2 separate regions of the Anas platyrhynchos genome follow, and region 2 is linked to region 1. Evidence: chromatin contacts called from public Hi-C data. All regions are on one chromosome and are shown on one strand. The core of a region is the stretch at or near the end of the contact, and the rest is flanking DNA. Distances in the headings are between cores, read along the strand shown. Region 1 overlaps FGFR2 (fibroblast growth factor receptor 2). Region 2 overlaps FGFR2 (fibroblast growth factor receptor 2).

The links. Hi-C and Micro-C count contacts between places; a contact is called where the count stands out from the background.
Region 2: a contact with region 1 is called in a Hi-C map of F5 follicle, with 2.0 times the contacts expected there. The contact joins two enhancer-like sites. A contact is called at or near these places in 2 of 8 Hi-C or Micro-C datasets (F5 follicle and small yellow follicle).

What each region holds. Positions count from the first base shown.
Region 1 is chr6:36,439,556-36,444,733 of IASCAAS_PekinDuck_T2T, forward strand. FGFR2 (fibroblast growth factor receptor 2) reads right to left here. Exons shown (of 18, transcript XM_072039854.1): 10 at 4,744-4,894; 11 at 1,371-1,492; 12 at 676-786. Among named protein-coding and RNA genes, the nearest start is that of FGFR2, 79 kb to the right of the region's middle. Within about 2 kb of position 2,581, at least 4 of the 8 cell types and tissues checked have an H3K27ac peak or open chromatin away from gene starts, as enhancers often do. A contact at or near this core is called in F5 follicle and small yellow follicle, where this site is marked.
Region 2 is chr6:36,497,298-36,502,475 of IASCAAS_PekinDuck_T2T, forward strand. All of the region lies in intron 2 of FGFR2 (fibroblast growth factor receptor 2), which reads right to left. Among named protein-coding and RNA genes, the nearest start is that of FGFR2, 22 kb to the right of the region's middle. Within about 2 kb of position 2,139, at least 4 of the 8 cell types and tissues checked have an H3K27ac peak or open chromatin away from gene starts, as enhancers often do. A contact at or near this core is called in F5 follicle and small yellow follicle, where this site is marked.

The DNA.
Region 1 (5,178 bases), core at 1,331-3,830:
TTCTATAATAAATGAACTGGATTAAGAAATGTTTAACTGCAAAACCAGTAAGCACAACTTGAATGAAAAGGAAGTCCAGTGTTTGCTAAGTGGCTGGCCAAAGCTACATAGCAGCATAGTGGTAGAGCTACAATTAGCAACCAAAGGCACCTTAATCCTGACCCACTCAGCATCTATTCCCTCCAGACCATGCCATGGAAAGCAGACATTTCCAGACGCAAAATATCACTAGATCTCAAACAAGGTGAAAGTGTTACATTAAATTTTCTAATTTCCAGATTTTTCATGCCTTTCTGCATGACTTTATTTACATTACATAATTACAGTTTAACAAAAACACTGTGGTCTACAGAGAGTAAAATTACTCATTTCAAATTCAAGGGACACAAAAGCAGAACTGACAGTTCAGAATGACAGATGTGGGTAAAGCCACTGGAAAATGCCATTTTTCCCTACAGCAAGGGATTAGAGTTTTCATATGATATAGTACCCTTTCTCATATTAAAGCTGCAAATATAATGAGACACAGAAGTTAAAATATCGCTGCTAAGCTAGGGAAATATCTAAAAATCCCATCATGGCATGACTGTTTCCTTAAAAACTCTTGGAAATGATGATTAATGAGTTTCAGAGACCTGTGTGAAAGTTCTGGCTTACTTTCTTTTCTCTACTCACCATCCTGCGTACAGGCGCCAAGAAGATTGATGATATTTTTATGCTTTCCAATCATCTTCATCATCTCCATCTCTGATACCAGGTCCGACAGATCCTTTTCTGTAGCATCATCTGCACAAGACACAGGTGCAGTTCATATTTCCTATCGTGCCAGCTTCTCTAAGGCTCACCAGCTGCTATAAAGTGTGTGCTTCAAAATGTAGAATATGCGATCTGTTTCCTGCTATACACTGTGCATTATACAAAGTCATGTGTTATGCCCTAATGAAAAATCTCTGCCTCTTTGATGGACTGACTGCCTCTTCAGTCATATGTTAAGAGTCAGTAATACAAGACATAAAAATGCTGTCTTTAACTATCAACCCGTAATAACCGTGCCTTTCCTAAAAGCTAGCTTTATAATTAAATTCAAAGCAAACAGACCCCAAAACCACCTACTCCAGGATCTACGCGAGGACTGCTGCTGAACTGAACTCAGCTAAAAGCAGGGAGACCCACGCGATGCCAATACATCCAAATACTCGCGGCTAAAGATAAACAGGCTGTCAAGAGCCCAGATTTACACCGCAAACCACCGAAGGCTGAGGTCAGCTATGTGCACTCTGACCCCCCTACTCTGACAGAGCTCAGATGCTGCAAAGGAAACTTTTCGTGGCTAAAAGCAGCCTCGGACCCTGCTCGGACAATTTTCTTACCTTTCAGCATCTTCACGGCCACAGTCACCGCTTCTTTCGGCCGGTCTTTGTCAATCCCCACCGCTTCGGCCATGACCACTTGCCCAAAGCAGCCTTCCCCCAGGGGTTTACCCAGCGTCAGCCTGGAGGTGTAAACAGGAGATTAACACACAGCATCTGGGGCAGGGGCGCAGGCAGTGAAATTCCAGAGCTAAATATAAAAACCTTTCAACAACTTGCTGCGGCACGAAGCGCTTATCATATGGAACTAATGAGACGCGCGGCGCGCATCGGCTTTCACGCATGCTGCGGTCTGTTTTCTTAGGGACAGAGCAGGGAGTGTCTAATACAGACAGATCAGTTGCTAAACCCGGCTTTTAAGCTGCCCTTGTGCTTGTAACGGGAGAGGCCGTGCTCAATGGCTGGCTGGAGGGATGCACTGCTTGGAGGGGAAGAGCTTGCAGAGAGCATCGGGCTGCAGCCGAAATTTAGGATGCAGGAACAGGCAGCAGCACCCCAGCCTCTCATGTCCTCGTGGATCGTTTTCTTCTTTGTATGTAGACTGCAAGGAGATGGAAGAATGGTTTCTTTGTGCACGCTGCCATGTGTTTGCTGTCAGGCAGCTGATGGTTCGTATGGCAAAGGGTGGTATCAAAACCGGGTGGATGTTTTAGGTTTTACTAACTCCTGTGGTACAACAGCAGAGAGGAAACAGTCAAGCATACTTCCAGATAGCCTAATTTTAGCTCAAACTTCACATCCTTGCTTTCTGTTTGGGCATGCAAACCACACGCATTTGCTTAACAATGTCCTGTGCTGAAGGGATGACGCAGGGCAGCAAGAGCAGTGCAGCAGGCAGCAGCTGCAGGCAGTTATCACACACCGTTATCACCCCGCTCCTCTCCCCAAAACTGAGGAGGAGGTCAGGGGCCGCCTTCTTGGGAGAAAGAGGAGGGAGGACGATGGTGAGCGGGGAAACGAGGCCGGGGATGGGCGTGCAGGGAGGGGTTTGTCCCTGGGGGATGCTGCCGTGAAGGCACTTGGCAGGGCTCGGCGTCCCCTACACGCTGCCGTCTCCGCATCCACCCCGTCCACAGCAAGATCGCTCTTCTTACATCTTCACGCATTTCCCCAGCACTTTGATCCTTTAAGGGGCGAGACGGGAGCCTTTATCCGCCCACAGCTGGCTCTGGTACAGTCTGTTTCTTGGCTGCAGGCTCGCTGCTGCCACGGATGTCATGGCTGAGGGTAGCAGAAGACGCCTCCTCCCTGCAGCACCCGGGCTCTGCTCAGAGCGGGAAGCAGACTGGGGGAAAGTGGAGCCCCGTTATCATCCTGTGTTGATGTAAAGACCCTTTTAAGAGGAGCACTCACTATCTGGGCCAGCTGCCTATGCCACTGCACTTTGTGGAGCACATCTCCGGTTGCAAAACTCAGCTCTAACAGACAGACTTCAATCCCAACTCCAGGAGGATAAAAAGATAAAATACAGCAAAAACTTCGGAGCCTCTAGGCAAGATCTATTTTTTGTTCCAGCACAATGCTCACAGATTCTGTCTCCTTTTGCCACAAAGAACATTGTTTAACTCCAGAAGCAGGGCTGAAGCAGATGTCACGGAGAATGCTGAGTGAACTTGATCCAGTTAACGTTATCCACTGCTGGGGCCAGACTCGGACAAGCACTTTCGTATCCAAGTTCTTATGGTCGTGGCTTCCCATGGTCAAAAGCAGGATTCACAGATACAATGCAGGTAGGGGCTGGTTGCCAAAAGCACGGACTTCTGTCCTGGCCCATGAATCCCAGGGGGTTGTCATACCACCAGCAGAAGGCTGTTAGACCGAGGCTAAGTGGTTTGCAAACCCTCCTTGCTTATCTGCTCAGGGAAGAGAGAGGAGCGAAGGGCGATGCCTCCCCAGGGCAGCCCACGGACACTTTGTCAAGCACGGTCTCAGCCGTGGTGAGAACTCCTCAATCTGTTTTGGATTGGTTTCTAAAGCAAACGCTGGTTTAAAAAGGTGCAAAGACTGAAGGGCAGCATATGCTATGCTGAGGTCATCCTGCACTTTATCCAGAACTGAAATTGAATTTAGGATCTTGGCAGAGAACAAACATTTGCATTGGAAACTGGTTAATTTATGTGCTATTGCCCTGCTAGGACTAAAGTAACAAACCCCTCATTGTGTGCCTCTTGCCCCCCAACCTAATAAACTGCCTCTAAATAGCCTCCTTTCATTGGAAATCTGCTCCACCTACATTTGTGCTGAATGTCGGTTTTTAATGTTTAGCACTCTAAAATTTTCCGCATTTAGTGTATCCCCCAAGGGTATGGGCTGACAGAAGTATGTATACAGGCCCCCACTGTTGACTAGAATCCTGCAGGTGGCAATTACTGCTTTTTGCACTAATTTTCAGCTACATAATTAAAATAATTTCCAGAACAGTTGTCAGGAGGTTCAAAATTACGGCTCTGCTATCCAAAAGTTACAGTGCTGAGCTTTCAAAGAAAACTGTTCATGATAAAAGGTGTTAGTTTCTCAAATCCACCTAAAGACTTCTTAAAATTAGTATCAGATTTCATATATAATCCTGGCTCTACCTGTATTACTATTATCTATTTTACATGCCAACTTTATATTAAGCAATATGATCATAGCTCTGATTATTCGGCAGCTCATTTTGTATGTTATTCAACAGACTTCAAAGAATTATTTAGCCCTGTTAATTTAAATGTATCAAAATTCAGTACATTCTGCTTGAAACCTAGTCCTTTTAAACCACAGAAATTGTACACACAAGTACATAATATGCAAAATGCCCTGCTAAATTAAAAATGATCACCGCTAATATAGGTTAATACTAAAGCACCAGAAAAACCTTTCCATAAGATCTAAGTGAAAGAAAAGGTTTTCTAATTCCATATTCCAGACTTTCTCTATCTCCTACTTGACATTCTATTACATATTTTATAAACATTGACCAATAATGTACCAAACTAAAAAACATGGTTTAATGTACAGAGATAATGCTTGGGCAAATCTGCCCTTTAACTATGGTTGTACACTGGTATCTCTCCCAGTCTAGATCATATATATTTTAAAATAAAGTTTCAGATTCACTCCTAACTGAGGAGTTAAGATTTCAGCAGAGTATCTGAAACCCTTTAAGAAATCAGAAAATAAATCAGAGCAACAGGCAGAGAAAATTCATCTTCCATTTAAAAAAATAATAATTCAGATAATTGAATTGGATCTTGATCTTCAGAGAAGGTTCAGGTAATTGAGATTTTCTTTCAGCTAAAGAAACCCTGAGAGACTTTGGAAAGAAGCCCCCTCTCATACTGAGTCAAGTTGTATAGATGCACGTAGGTAGTGCTAAGGGAAATGGGCAACATACTTATCTCTCGGAAACTCCCATTTCGGGTCTTCTGGCAATTCGTATTCCGAGACTCCTGCCAGCATTGGGGCATCAGCAGTAGAGGAGAGGCGAGTAGTTATCCTCACCAGAGGCGTGTTGGAGTTCATGGAGGAGCTCGAGTCGGCCGACACCTGTTGTTGCAATGCAAGATACAAAAAACAAAAAGAGGAAGAGATGTAATCTTGGACCAAAAGCTGAAAAACAGCAGTACATGAAAACCAAGCCAGCTAGGAACAGTGGTATGAGGGACTGAACCTCCAGTCTTGTTTGGAGTGAACTCTTCTCCTACATTTACACTGCCCCGTAAGCACAAAACTGACTGCAATCGCTGCCCTGTCAGTCTGTCCCATGAGCTGTAAACCACTGAACAAAATTCTAAAATACATTCAACTCAGAAGGGAATTTAAATGTATG
Region 2 (5,178 bases), core at 889-3,388, 57 kb after region 1:
AGATCGCATCCCAAATTGCCGTAAGGATAATTTTACCCCGCAGGCTCCGTGCCAGGTCGAGCACTATCTGGCTCCCCACTGCCATCACAAGCACACGTTAGGGTACCGTGACCACCTGCACCAGAACTGCTCACGCCTGACCCCAGCCAGCAGCACAGCACAGCCAACACCAATAACCAGGGATCCAGGCCCTCATTCACGTTGGCGCAGCCCCCTTCATCATTTCAGACGTGCTTTGGGTTCCTGCTGTCTTTTCCGCAGAGATTTTGCACTTAACTCCACCGATATAAGTGTTCTCTTCTGGTTAAACAAGGTGCACCACCGCAAGGAGACAAGACAAAACTTGCCTAAGTGGGAGATGGCTCTTTGAAAATCCAGATTTATGCTGCTGCGGAGTGCTGCTTCCAAGAAGTCTGTTTTCGCTGCAAAGCTTCAATCTTAAGGTCTCACAAAACATTTAACAGTTTAAAATCTGACAGCTAAGGGTAGTTAATTAGTTCTCTCATGTTTCCATCTCTACCTGAACTTGATAGTTACTCTAAGAAAATGCTCGTCTTTGAATTTAATTCCTGAAAGGCAGGTGAACGTTTCTACTGAAGCTGGATACAGAGACACATTCATTAAGAGCTACACCATGGTTGTTATTACAACACCAAACAGTCCATCATCACATGCATACACAACCTTGCATAACTGGAGTTGTCAGCATTTTCATGGCTAATTCTGCTTTCGAAGGCTTGTAGTTTGCCCGTAAAAAGTTCCTACAGCCTGAAATTCACCACGTGCTCTCTGCCAAGGAAGAGTTATTTCTAAATTAGAAAACCATGCTGCCGTTGGGTCAGTCACTGGTTAGGGGTTTTATCAATACCTGTGTTTAAATAAAAAAAAATAATAATAAAAATAAAAGAGGTAAAAACTCAGCAGGTTTGAAAATCTTCAGGCTCCAAAAATCACTCAAGGCACCCAGTTCTTCAACCTTAGCTACCCCCTGCTGCCCTCTCCCCCCAAAAAAAGAAAAAGCTGTGATTTTAAAACATGGCAGATAGGCCTAAAATGTCCAGTTATTTGTGCTAGTTTACCAAACTGTTACCATGCTGACACATCATGAGCTTGCACCAACACCACTGGTAAATAACAACCCTACCCACGCCTCATTAGTCTCCAGCCCGTGGAGCTGCTGAAGGATGGTGGATTGGACCGATTTAATCTGGCTGCTTGTCCAGTTCCCCACGATCTCAGCTAGCAGTTCCTGCACTGGGCCAAATAACTTAGTGAGATGTAAGCTGTGGAGGGCATCCAACCCGAATCTGTGCGGGTGTCACATTCCTCCGTAATGGGCTGTGATAATTGCCCTTCCTTACAAAAGGAGGAAAAAAAAAACACCCTCTGATTTAACTAATCAGTTTGAATTGTTACTCATAACTCGGGCAGATATCAAAGCCACTGCTCTTTAAAAAAAAAAAAAAAGTAACATTGCACAAGAATCTTGGGTGGATTTTTTGCTTTATTTTCCCTACCAAAGCGGAGAAAGCATCCTGGTTCTTCCCAGCTCTGCGACCTCGTGGCAGGGCAGGGAGAGGACCTGGAGTGGGCACACCTGCTGTAGCCCTGCAGGGTCCCTGGGAGCCTGAGAAACACCTCGCAAGACCCCACAGCCTCATCCAGGTGGCTCACGATGGTTAATGAAGCATCTCCGACCAGCCTGTGCTGGGACCACGTGAGACATTAGCCTTTGAGCACTCTCCTGTGGATAAAGCAACTTTTTTTTTTTTTAAATGAAGATGTGTGTACTGCTCTGGGTATGGCACTGAACGTGTTTATATGTTGTTCCGTGTCCACAAACGGAGGTAAAGCTTGGGTGACAGAGCATTACTCGCTTTGGAGCCCAGCATAAGCACACCACACCGCTCATTACAGAAGGTCTCACTTGCTGCAGCTCCTAGGAGCCTCCCAAACACGCATTTAAGGCCACTTCAAACTACCGTGTTTTTTCACAGGACGCGGAATTAGGCTGTCCCTTGTGGAAAGCTTAAATGAGTCCTTTGAAATTTGACCTAAATTAAAAGAACTGAAACACATTGTTATTGCACAAGGCGAGGGCTCCGAGCGGGTGCTCCAAGGACAGCGTCAAGGCACTGGATGGGGGAAGAGACTAAATTAGCTGCCCAGCAGAAGGATAACACACAGCCTGGGCAAGGGAAGGTCAAGGGAGAGCTTGCTATTTATCAAATATATGTCTAAACTAATTATTCAGTTCACAAAGTAACCCTTCAACCTATGTGTGCGGTCAAAGCCCTTGTGAAACGTTGGCTGTCAAAGGCCTTCGCAGGCTGGGTACACAGAAAGAGAATGGCTCCTTTATACACGCCGGGGTAGACTTATTTCTAAATATTTAAAAGCAGAAAGTCTTTATGCTCCCTGGGATAAAAAACTAGTGCTGTAAACACTTGATGCGAGACAGAATTTGATAGCTGACAGTCCCCAAACCAGCTCCTGCAGGCCCTGTTTCTGCTCTGGCCGCCCACCAGCCTTGGGTTTTCCTATCACTGCATGAGAAAAGAAAGCACCACAACCACTAACAAACAGATTCAGCGCGTGTCCGCGATAGCAATATTGACATTATCATTTACAACGGCTCACGATACCATCTTCAGGGTAAATATTTTTATAGGTACCAGAGTAGTAACAGCTAATGGTCACAGTCCCGGCGCCCAACACATCCAGCAATTTCTGACAGCACCTTAGGGAAGCGTGCTCCCAAAGGGATCAGATACACTGTGGGTAACCAAAGACAGCAGGAACTATCTTTTGGGGTATCTATCTATCTGTGTACACATGTGTGCACCCAGCTACGCAGCCGGTTACCCCAACAGATAGTTACTGCTTGTGCTAACAGAGGTACGTAGCCTGATACTCAAGGAAATGGTTGCAAATATCCCTAAAGTTGTGTTTAGCTAAGAGCCGACAGCATATTTTAACCCGAGGTTATTTATTGCAGGCAGCAGAACAAAAAGCCACGCTCTCAATTCCTGCTAATGGTGCATACGGCTTCTTGAATATTCTGACTCACTAAGACAATAAATAGCAACAATAAAAGCACTTAACACCAAAAAAAGACAAAATTCGGGGCATGCCCATGAAGGAACAGATCAACATATGTCACAAAAGGTCACAGCCCTGGCGACCTTCTCAGCTGGTCCGAAATGTCACTGCTCTAATGACTGCACCGTCAGCAGCCCCGCCGAAAACACACATTATTGGAGCACCTGACCCCCCTCAAATTAGCTCTGACCAAAATGTTTGGCATTTACTAAACTAAAAATAATAATAATAATAAAGCAGCTTTGTCTTTGAAGAGATTTTTAAAGTTTTTTTTTGTTTTCTTTTCAGCTCAGAGAGCTTGTGGGTGGTAGTGATGGAACCCAGAGAAGGTGACTATTTTTAAGGGGTCTAACGAAGTACATAAAGGAGGTTTTATTTCCCAAATCTCAGATATAAGTCCTACACAATTCACTGTATTCTGCAGCATAAAAGCTCTTATTATACCATTAACTTAGAAGCCTTTTTTCCCCTTTCTGGTAATGATTCAGGTTCTCACGTCTAAAATTATCTCATGTAAGTTAACATTCCTACCCAGGGAAGAAGTTTTAAATAGTTTTTAGCAATTTACACTTTGATAAAACCCAGATTCCCACCCACTGGATATTCATTGTGGAAGAAGCGTATTTTTAAAGTGTGCTTTTTAAAATAATAGAGCTATTCTTTCCCTGAAAAGTTATCAGGCATAAGTCAAAAATGTTACTCTTCTCCCTGCAAAATACTACACCAATCATGCAATCACATTCTTTCTGATTTAACCCTAAAACGAGAGGATCTCACTACAAGCAGCTAATCTGAAACCAGAATTATTCCTGATTTTGTCATCCCTCTGAAAAGCCAAAAAGGCACCAGATGTGCAATTAACAAATCATACGGTAAGTGGTGATGAGAGTTGGGCTTTTTTTTTTTTTCTTTAATTCTCAAGTTACCCTCAGAAGGGGAGGGGAAGAAACAAAAAAGCCTCGCTATCAACAATCTCTGTCCATGACAGATGACAATATTGCTATACTGTGTTAATTTTTTCAGGAATGCTTGCTAGGGAGGAGGGCTCATCGTCTCTACATAATTCTTCCCCTGCCATCAATAAAAATGTACTTGGAACAGATTCTAAAAATGCGTTAGCTGGTGACGTCTATTTTTAGAGGCAGTGGATAGAAACAAATACGTTTTGCATGAAAATGGATTAAACAAAAACAAAGCTGTATCCCTGGACATCAGTAGCAGAACGTGTAAAGGCCAAACTCTCTCCAGAACGCTCGCCTGATGAAAAATGTTTTATGGACAATTGCATTGTTTTGACAGTTGAGTTATTAGAAATGTAAGCACTCTTCCGATGAGGGATAAAAACCTTATGAAGGAAGCCTCGCTTTCCCCCAAGGTGTTCAGAGAGCAGAAAAGATCCCCCACAGCATAGTAAAATCAATCTTAAATACAATAAGACAATGAAAATAGCAGCCCTTCCTTAGCTCTGAGAAGAAAAACAACTTGAAAAGTCTGAGGAAGGGATATACCTACAGGAACGTACCAACAGGTGCAGGCTCAAAATAGGAGATTTTATCAAAACATCTCTTTTAAAGCAAAGGTTTCAACAAGTTTTCGCTTTCACAGTAATTAGCTGCTATCCTTGCCGTTCAGATCTCCAAATCTGCACTTCCAGAGTTTGCAAACCAGACAGCGTGCCAGTTGTTCTTGGATATTGACAACAATAGGAAAACCTGTAGCAACCAGCTACAAACAATAAAGCCATGACACCTGCTTTTGCAGAGTGCCCTGCAAAATTAAACAACCACGGCACATGATTAAAAGCAACTGTGATTTTTTTTTCCCCCTCTCTTAACCTTCCAGGTAGCTCAAATCACAAAGACGTCCAGCCGCGTCCTTGCCGGAGCAATATGCTACAGGTATACAAGTGCAACAGACCGGTTTCCTTAAAGACCCATTCCTGAAAACTTTCATCTGTACACTTTGATTATACAACGTGATGACAGTCCCAAGTGAAATCACTGACACCACTTGCTTGCACAAGATTAAATAAACACATGCTTGCATGAACATAGCCCGCGCGTGAATAGGAGAAGT